3 separate regions of the Sus scrofa genome follow, and all the other regions are linked to region 2. A link is a contact called in public HiChIP or PLAC-seq data. All regions are on one chromosome and are shown on one strand. The core of a region is the stretch at or near the end of the contact, and the rest is flanking DNA. Distances in the headings are between cores, read along the strand shown. Region 1 overlaps GTF2IRD1 (general transcription factor II-I repeat domain-containing protein 1). Region 2 overlaps LOC100620992 (general transcription factor II-I repeat domain-containing protein 2). Region 3 overlaps GTF2I (general transcription factor II-I).

What was found. HiChIP or PLAC-seq counts read pairs in DNA pulled down with a chosen protein or histone mark.
Region 1: a contact with region 2 is called in an H3K27ac HiChIP or PLAC-seq map of alveolar macrophages. The contact joins two enhancer-like sites. A contact is called at or near these places in 1 of 47 Hi-C or Micro-C datasets (epiblast stem cells) and 1 of 2 datasets of contacts at active chromatin or transcription factors (alveolar macrophages).
Region 3: a contact with region 2 is called in an H3K27ac HiChIP or PLAC-seq map of alveolar macrophages. The contact joins two enhancer-like sites. A contact is called at or near these places in 1 of 47 Hi-C or Micro-C datasets (epiblast stem cells) and 1 of 2 datasets of contacts at active chromatin or transcription factors (alveolar macrophages).

What each region holds. Positions count from the first base shown.
Region 1 is chr3:11,643,730-11,646,645 of Sscrofa11.1, reverse strand. It overlaps GTF2IRD1 (general transcription factor II-I repeat domain-containing protein 1), which reads right to left. Exons shown (of 26, transcript XM_021086345.1): 23 at 2,529-2,606. Among named protein-coding and RNA genes, the nearest start is that of GTF2I, 12 kb to the left of the region's middle. Within about 2 kb of position 1,250, at least 14 of the 83 cell types and tissues checked have an H3K27ac peak or open chromatin away from gene starts, as enhancers often do. A contact at or near this core is called in alveolar macrophages, where this site is marked.
Region 2 is chr3:11,871,090-11,874,252 of Sscrofa11.1, reverse strand. It overlaps LOC100620992 (general transcription factor II-I repeat domain-containing protein 2), which reads left to right. Exons shown (of 14, transcript XM_013995562.1): 4 at 2,477-2,596. Among named protein-coding and RNA genes, the nearest start is that of RCC1L, 43 kb to the left of the region's middle. Within about 2 kb of position 1,437, at least 5 of the 83 cell types and tissues checked have an H3K27ac peak or open chromatin away from gene starts, as enhancers often do. A contact at or near this core is called in alveolar macrophages, where this site is marked.
Region 3 is chr3:11,717,858-11,721,185 of Sscrofa11.1, reverse strand. The region is part of intron 1 of GTF2I (general transcription factor II-I); the gene reads right to left. Among named protein-coding and RNA genes, the nearest start is that of GTF2I, 63 kb to the right of the region's middle. Within about 2 kb of position 1,550, at least 2 of the 83 cell types and tissues checked have an H3K27ac peak or open chromatin away from gene starts, as enhancers often do. A contact at or near this core is called in alveolar macrophages, where this site is marked.

The DNA.
Region 1 (2,916 bases), core at 1-2,500, 230 kb after region 2:
CCTTAAAAAAAACATCCAGTTAGCAAAACTAAAAATCCCACACCCAACACTGACAGCGAAACAGGTACTTTTACACCTGCCCAGTGTGCACACCCGGACCTCCCACTAACATTGTGTCAGGGAAAGTAAGTCCTGGAGTTCCCTGGTGGCTCAGTGGGTTAAGGATCCGGCATTGTCACTGCTGTGGCTTAGGTCATTGCTAGAATGCAGGTTTGATCCCTGGCCTGGGAGCTTTCACATGCCTCCAGTGTGGCCAAAAAAAAAAAAAAAAAAACCACACCTGGGAATTCCTGTTGTGGCGCGGCAGAAACGAATGCAACTAGTGTCCATGAGGTTGTGGGTTCGATCCCTGGCCTTGCTCAGTGGGTTAAGGATCCGGCATTGCTGTGAGCTGTGGTGAAGGTTGTAGATGCAGCTCAGATCTGGCGTTGCTGCCCGGCAGCTGCAGCTCCGATTAGACCCCTAGCCTGAGAACATCCATATGCCGCAGGTGCGGCCCTAAAAAAAACAAAAAAAGGTCCTTACTTAAGTATTTATGGATGAAATGACATGATGTCTCAGATTCCTTTTTTCCTCTTATGGTCACACCCCATGTCATATGGAAGTTCCCAGGCTGGGGGTCAAACCTGCACCTCCACAGTGACTGGAGCTGCTGCAGCCAGATTTTTTTTTTTTTTTTTTAAGTATAGTTGATTTATAACATTGTGCCAATTTCTGCTGTGGTCGAATTCTTTTTTTTTGGGGCCGCATCTGTGGCATATGGAAGTTCCCAGGCTAGGGGTCGAATCGGAGCAGCAGCGGCCAACCTACGCCACAGCCGCAGCAACTGGGGATCTGAGCTACATCTGTGACCTACACCGCAGCTCACAGCGACGCCAGATCCTTAACCCACTGAGCGAGACCAGGGATTGAAGCTACATCCTCAGGGATACTAGTCAGGTTCATAATCTGCTGGGCCACAACGGGAACTCCCTTAGGTTTGTTTTAAAATACTAAAACTATCAAAGCGAGCCTGAGGAAATGGATGAAATAAAATTGGCAAAATGCTGGTAAGTGCAGAAGCGGGGCGGGGGATGGTTGCATGGTGCGTCACTGCCTTGTTCTCTCTGGTTTTGTATGTTTGAAAACTGACTCCAAAATAAGAAGTGAAAAAGACACCGCAAACCACGAGCAGAGTTCCTGTTAGTCTCAAAATGAACCCCCCGCCTGCCCGCCTCTCCTCCCTCATTGGGATCCGCCTCCCACCAGCTCCCGTGCCTGGTCCCAGGCCCTCCTGCCTTCGCCCTGCTCCCTGAGCGGTTCCCTCCGCCTGGCAAACTTCTCTCTGATGTTTGTCCCCTCCTGACATTCAAGTCCTGGTGAAAACGTCCCTGGAGTTCCTGCTGTGGTGCAGTGGGTTAAGGATCAGAGTCAGTCCCTGGCCCAGGAACTTCCACATGCCATGGGTGCTCCTAACAAACAAAACAAACTAGGAGTTCCCGTCGTGGCACAGTGGTTAACGAATCTGACGAGGAACCATGAGGTTGCGGGTTTGGTCCCTGGCCTTGCTCAGTGGGTTAAGGATCCAGCATTGCTGTGAGCGGTGGTGTAGGTCGCAGATGTGGCTCGGATCCCGCGTTGCTGTGGCTCTGGCGTAGGCCGGTGGCTACAGCTCTGATTTGACCCCCAGCCTGGGAACCTCCATATGCCGCAGGTGCAGCCCTAGAAAAGGCAAAACGAACAAAAACGAAAAGAAAAACAAAAACAAACCAAAAAAACAAAACTCAAAAGTCCCTTCCTGCAAGGAGCCTTCTTGTTCACTGGTCCAGACGGGCTGTGACGACTCCCGTCTTAGCCGCAGCCTCCTCCCCCCACTTCTCCATTGGCCTGTTTTCCTGTCACCCTCTGCAATTCTTCTCTTTTTCCTACTGTCTTCTCTGCTACAGTACGAAGTGGAGATGATACTAATACATTCATCGCAAAGGACATGTAGAGCGAGCACCTGGTACCGCCTGGTTCTCAGTCATCTAGAAAACGCTCAACCCGTGGTAACAGTATTAGCAACTGCACCATCCTGGCTTCCGCCCTGGCACCTGGATGCCTTCTGCACAGGACCTGGAACCTCTCATTATTCCACCGCCAATTCCTCCCCCTACACTGAGGCCCCTGACGGCAGGGTCAGACCTCCCCCCCGCCTGGAATCTCAGGGCTGAGAGACAGCTGGGCAGACAAGCGTCTGCATGAACAAGCACTTGGCTGTGGGCCACGGCCTTTGCCACACAGCCCAGCGCTAGAGGAGCAGAAATGCTGACTGCCGTCCTTGCCGTGTGCACTGCGGATCGGGGGTTTTTCTCCTTTCTTGGATGGGAGAATGAGGGGTCAGCTCCCGACCGTCATGGGCAGGGCCACTATGTCCCCAGGGAGCGGGCAGGCCAGCTGGGGGCATCTGGAGGCCAGGCTGGCTGCGGAGGGCAGGGGTCTCCTCTCCCCAAGGAAGGCAGCCCCCCACCCCCCCGCCACGACCCTGCCCTCCCCCGAGACGCACTGACCGTATTTCTCGTTGAAAAGCTCCTTCACCTGCTCCCGGAGGATCACCTTCTCCCCGAGTCTGTTGGCATCATCTTCATCTGCGAGAGGAAGACAAGGGGGCACAAGGGTCAGTGTGGCCTCTGCCAGCGGACACGCTTCTTCTCCCACGTGGCGGCCCAGACCCTCACCTGCGGGAACAGGCTCTCCAGGGCCCGCCCACGCCCCTGTGGTGGTTCTGGCCTCAGCTGTCTGTATATCCATCCACTCATCCCACATTCTCTGAACAGCTTCCCCAGCACAGGCCCCACGGCAGGCCCGGAGCACCCCGGGGGAGAGGGGGACCGTGAGCTTCCTCCCCGGGACTCAGAGCCTGGCGGGGATGGTACCCGGTCATAGCGCCCACCCAGC
Region 2 (3,163 bases), core at 188-2,687:
ACATCAGTGAATGTACCTGGGCCGTAAAAAGTTATTTAGGCTGCTGAAATTTGAATTTAGTGTTTAGTGTTATTCTGAACTTAGTTAACCATTTCCAAATCGAAAACACCCTTCTTTGCTCCCAGACCATACAGAGACAGGCCGTGGGCAGGACGTGGCATAAACCTCCCCGGTTTACTCACCCCTGGAGTAGGCCTGCAGGTAACAGGATCCATACCCTCCGTCTAGTCCCCTCTCACTTTACCTGCGCGCCGCAATTGTGTGAACGGCCAAACACACGTAGGTTTTCACCTGCTTCCTTGTTTTAGCCAAATCGGTTCTGTTCCGTTTTGTTTTGTTTGGCCTTTTAGGGCCACATGCACAGCATATGGCAGGTCCCAGGCGAGGGGTCGCATCAGAGCTACAGCTGCAGGTCTCCGCCACAGCCACAGCCACAGCCGCATAGGGGCCAAGCCGCCGCATGACTGAGGCCGGGGGGTGGATCCCGCATCCTCACGACTATGAGTCAGATTTGTTTCTGCTGCGCCACAGTGATGACGACATTGGTTCTGAAATGGAAACAGGCATAGGGATTGCTTGGCACAACTGTTTACACGAGGCTATATGTTCTGTACGTCCTGGATGTCTGAGCATTTTCAGGTGGCATTTTGTCTGTCCACGATATTTGCCTTACCTTTGACCTGAGAACGTAACCCCATCATATGAGCCTCTCTGGCCCAAGAAGCTGCTTTAACCATTTTCAAGTTCTGGCCTGTCCTCCGAGTCCACCCTTCCCTGTCCTGCCTTGTGATGCTGGAGCAGGGCCCCGTGAACAGCGCTTCCTCGGCACCTGGCACAGGGCCCACCTTGGAGGCTCAGGAGGTCCCTGGAGGAAGAAGGCGCTTCCCTTGCCATTTCCAGTAGGTTCTCACTTGCTTGCACCTGCAGCACGGGGTGACCAACAGCAGCTGGGGCTCTCAGGGGTCACCCCTGGCACACACAACGTCCAGTCAGCTGCCCTGGCCAGCTTCCCAGCCTCTCACAGAAGTCCCAGAAAGTTCCAGAAGAATCGGGAGAATCTCAGGAGTACCACGCCCACAGGCAGTCTCGCAGGGAGTCAGTTCCCCCAGTGCCTGAGAAGGGGGCCTTCCAGAAAGTTCTGCTGGCCTCACCCCACAGGTGGTTTCCAGACGTCTATCCCCACCCCAGAGACCAGCTTCCTTGCAGCAACTAGGGGTTGAATCACAGCCACAACAACTCGGGATCCAAGCCATGTCTGCGACCTACACCCCAGCTCACGGCAATGCTGGATCCTTAACCCACTGAGCGGGGCCGGGGATGGAACCCGAGTCTTCATGGATACTAGTCGGATCCATTTCTGCCTGCACCACCACGGGAACTCCACGACAGCTCATCCTACCGGCAGTTTCCTCTGGCGCCTCCAGAGGGCGGGTCCCTGGTGGCCAGCCCCAGCTTGCGGCACCCCTGCATTTCCTGCCTGCTCCCCAGAGGCGGGGTGGGGTGGGGTGGGTGCCTCCCAGAATTAGTTCCTCCCTCAGCCCTCGCAGTAGCTGCTGCTCCTCTGCCTGTTACTCGTCTAGTCTTTACCCCTGTCATCCCTGTCACTAATCCCGCTATCAAACTTTCCATGTTCAAATCAATCCTGACTGACCCTGATTAAAACAATCCTTCAGGAGTTCCCGTCGTGGCGCAGTGGTGAACGAATCCGACTAGGAACCATGAGGTGGCGGGTTCGATCCCTGCCCTTGCTCAGCAGGTTAACGATCCGCCGTTGCCGTGAGCTGTGGTGTAGGTTGCAGACGCGGCTCGGATCCCGCGTTGCTGTGGCTCTGGTGTAGGCCGGTGGCTATGGCTCTGATTGGACCCCTAGCCTGGGAACCTCCATATGCCGCGGGGGTGGCCCAAGAAATAGCAAAAAGACAAAAAAAAAAAAAATCATTAAAAAAATAAAGCAATCCTTCAAAACTCTGGGAGTAGTAGCAGCTGACTGGGGGGCTGGTCTTGGACTTGAACTTGGGCAAGGGTCTTCCTACACAGTGATGGTCACTTGCAGACTGGGCAGCAAATAATTTCCTGGTATCATTTCCTTTGAACTACTGCTATTTCCTTGGCTGTTGAGTTACTGTTTATCAACAGGTTCATTTCAGAGGTGATCACCAAGTTATTTTATCCTGTTCATCGTGAATACGCTGTTGGTTTTCGTTGGCTTTGGCCTCGCCCTCGGCATGCAGAAGTTCCTGGGCCAGGGCTCAAAGCTGTGACAACGCTGGATCCTTAACCTGCTGTGCCACCAGGGAACTCCCAATACTCTGCTGTGTTATTGGTTTTTTTTTTAATTAAAAAATCTTGTTTTAAGTCTATTTCCCCCCGCCCCCCGCCGCCGCCTTTTCCCTTCCTGTACCAGAAGCATGGACATTAAAGACACATACAGTACAGCTACTTGGATGCTGACTTTACACTGCTCACTCGTTGACAGGTGTTGCCGAAGGGCTGCCCGAGGTGAAACCCCCCCATCCTGTCAACGGGATGCAGATCGACTCAGGGGAAACGGAAATACTCAGAAAAGCCGTGGAGGACTATTTCTGCTTTTGTTACGGTAAAGCTCACTTTAGAGATTCATTCTCTGAACAGTCCACCCTGGAAGTGGGGGGGGGGGCAGTATTAGAGATCATTTTATCAGCATGACTGTCCAGACCGGCTCTGACATTGGAAAAATCCACATTCGCAGCAAGCAGAGAGCCAGTTCAGGACCAGATCACGTCTTAGGGAAAACAACTCGGTCTCTTCCCATCCATCAAAACCTCCAGATTCATCGGCCTTCAGTCTTTGCGGAGCCCCCTCCCCACAGCTAAGCAGTTATTAAAGACATTTGTGGTTGGTTCACTCACCAGCCTCATCCTCACTGGTCCCCCTACCTACCCACATCTTTTCACAGGCACGGAGCAGGGATTTAAACAAAAAAACAAAACAAAAAAAAAACCTACACGGTGCTTGGAAAAGGTAGATAGTAAGAAACTCCACAGGTGTTGCACTAATGAGATGAACACTTAGCATCTTGGGGCCTTGACCATTATTCCTGGACAGGTGTGCCCACCTGTCACCTGCTGGTCCCTGTAAGAGATGGATTTGGGGGACCCCCGGCAGAAAGAATCTTAGGGTGTCA
Region 3 (3,328 bases), core at 301-2,800, 150 kb after region 2:
TTGCTACGGCATAGGCCAGTGGCTGTAGCTCCAACTCGACCCCTAGCCTGGGAACTTCCATACACCACAGGTGTTTTTAACCCTAAAAAGACAAAAATATAAATTAATTAAAATAAATGTAAAAAAGAAAAAAAAAGATTAGCTGCCTTGATAAGATCATATAAAAAGTTAATTTATATCAAGGGACTAGAATTATATCTCCAAACTCCAAATTACATATTTCATGCACAATAATAATGAAAGAAGGACGGGTTTTTTTAAAAAAAGTAAATAACTACACATTGATTAGAACTGTACAACGGGGCAATCTTCTCATGAGGCAGTAAATTAACTCCACTCATATGCAAACTAAAGCAAAACTATACTACCATTTTTGTCCAAAAAGCAAATATGGTGGACACTGAAGAATCTATCAGTACATCGACATCAGTAACACTTTCTGAAAATAATAAGGGATACTGTTCAAAGGAAAAAATACGAATGAGTTACAGACCAACTGTCTTTTGTCATAAAACACTACTAACAGGCACTGCTAGGCACACATATCTGCATTAACAGTGACAGACAGCCGTGAGAGCTGTTCAAGCAAAAGTTTATCTTAGCAAAACTTTATTAAAATTCCAAGATCCAAGATCCAGGCTCAACTAGGAGGAAATGGATTTGAACTGATTGAGGCACCAGGTCCACTAATTTATTGTCTTCTCAAAATTTTTCTACAGATTGCTTAGGTTATCTGTTATTTTTATATATAATAAGCAGCTAAGATCCACCTGTACATTTACTTAAGTGTGATGAAATAAACTTCAAGACTACAAATATCAGTAACTTTACTAACCTAATGTTTTATACTAGAGCCATATTCACTAAACCCCAGGTACTTGGATCGATTAAAATTGAGAAAATACTCAAAATTAGCTAAAATATTCACCACTAGGATATTGGCCATGGAAGACGACAGACAGTATTTAGGCCAGGTGATGTATCCAAGTATTCAACAGGCTTAAGAGTTTTAAAAAGAGAGAGAGAGAGAGCTAAAGAGAGAGGGGGAAATATTTTAACCAGAAAAATCTTCCACCCAAACAAGTTTTTGACCTCCACTCCCAAAAATGCAGCGTGGCTTTCCTGCGCTGTGCATGCTTTCTCGGCACCAGCATTTAAGATCTGTGAGCTCTTCCTTGGCCTTTTATTCCCCCCAGTGCCTTTTCAGTTGTTTCCATCCTTTGAGATCTAGTTCCAGGGTTTCTTTGTATATGAGTTGAGTTAAAACTCAAATTTACTTCTTTTTTTTTTTTTGGCAGTGTCCATGGCATATGGAAATTCCTGGGCCAGGGACTGAATCCCCACCACAACAGCAACCTGAGGCAATGCAGTGACAACACTGGACATGCAACCGCTGAGCCACAAGAGAACTCCCCCAATTCTTTTTTATTAAGAGCCACTAAAGCCAAGTTTCAAAAAAACTAATGACTAAAGGCACCACCATAGCCTTAGTTATACACACCAACAGAAGCATCTTTAGGAGTTCCCTTGTGTCACAGTGGATCAAGAATGTGGTGTTGTAAACGCAGTGGCTAGAGAGTCACTTCTGTGGAGTGGGTTTGATCACTGGCCTGGGAACTTCCTCACATCCCACGGAGCCAAAAACAAAAAACAAACACAAATCCCTGGAGCTGCAGAGGCACAAGTTCGATGCCTGGCTCAGCACAGTGCTTAAAGGATCTGGTGTTGCCACAGCTGTGGCATAGGTAACCCAGGAACGTCCATATGCCTCAGGAGTGGCCAAAAAAAGGGGAAAACAATTCATCACCTAAAATGTTATACATTTTGTCATAAAATGGTGCCTAAAATAAATGGAAAGGACCTAACAGTTGTCAGCTGGCTTTATCCTAAACAAGATTCAGTCCCATTACAATTAGTTTGGGTTATCGTGTAACATCATATTCCGGCAATCTTTTAAGCTGCCTAAATCCTTCTACCTCTGAAACTGGTTAATACCTAATACCTCCATTTTGTACCAACAATTAATAAATACTAAAAGCTAAAGAATCTGTTTTCTCAGGAAATTTATTCATCCTTAAAATGTCATTACACATTTAGCAAAATCAGTTTTGATTGTGAAAGTAGAATTTATAAGTATCTTAACACTTTTTCAACATATTACCACTTGTTCTAGTCATATCCACTTAGTAGTTTCTATAGAAACTATGTCTAAGATAATTCACTGACCTATTAGTTTATCTTCTGAATGATCCCAAGAAATTAACTTAGTAACTTTTTTTTGGTCTTTTTGCCTTTTCTAGGGCCACATCCGCAGCATACGGAGGTTCCCAGGCTAGGGGTCTAATTGGAGCTGTAGCCGCCGGCCTACACCACAGCTCACAGCAACGCCGGATCCTTAACCCACTGAGCAAGGGCAGGGATCGAACCCGCAACCTCATGGTTCCTAGTCAGATTCGTTAACCACTGTGCCACAGCGGGAACTCCTCACATGTCACCGTCTTAAACATACTAAGTTAGGAGTTCCCATCGTGGCGCAGTGGTTAACAAATCCAATAGGAACCATAAGGTTTCGGGTTCAATCCCTGGCCTCGCTCAGTGGGTTAACGATCTGGCGTTGCCGTGAGCTGTGGTGTAGGTCACAGATGCAGCTCGGATCCCGTGTTAATGTGGCTGTGGTGTAGGCCAGCAGCTACAGCTCTGATTAGACCCCTAGCCTGGGAGCATATGCCACGGGAGCAGCCCTAGAAAAGGCAAAGAGACAAAAAAAAAAGAGAGAGGGTGACATGTGAACAACTGATAACAGAAAAACAATGTAAACTGACCAAGATCACAGATTAAAAAGAATCTAATCCATACCTGATTGTTAATTCCAAGTTCTTTCAAACCACATACATTATAAGATAGAATCCAATTTTTAATATTTTTAAATTCCACTATACACAAGATCTAAATTTCAGAAAAATTGTTTTTAAGGAGTCGGATAACACCTCTGAAGCAATTTTTAAGTCCAAGCACTAAACTTCATCCCTAAAAAATTAAAAGTAACAGTGTCACAGGACAAATAAACTTCACACCCATCCAACAAAACACAATGACATTCCTGCCCAAAATGCACTGGGCAAACCCAAATAAACCAGTATTTTATGAAATGACTGCCCTGTAACCCTCAAAAAGGTCAAGGGCATGAACATCAAAGAATAGGGAACTGTTCTAAAGTGACGTATATACAGTTTTTCTTTTTTGGGCTGCACCCACAGCTTGAAAGTTTCCAGGCCCGGGATTAGACCCAATTCACTTCAGAGACAACACCAGAACCTTAACCCACTGG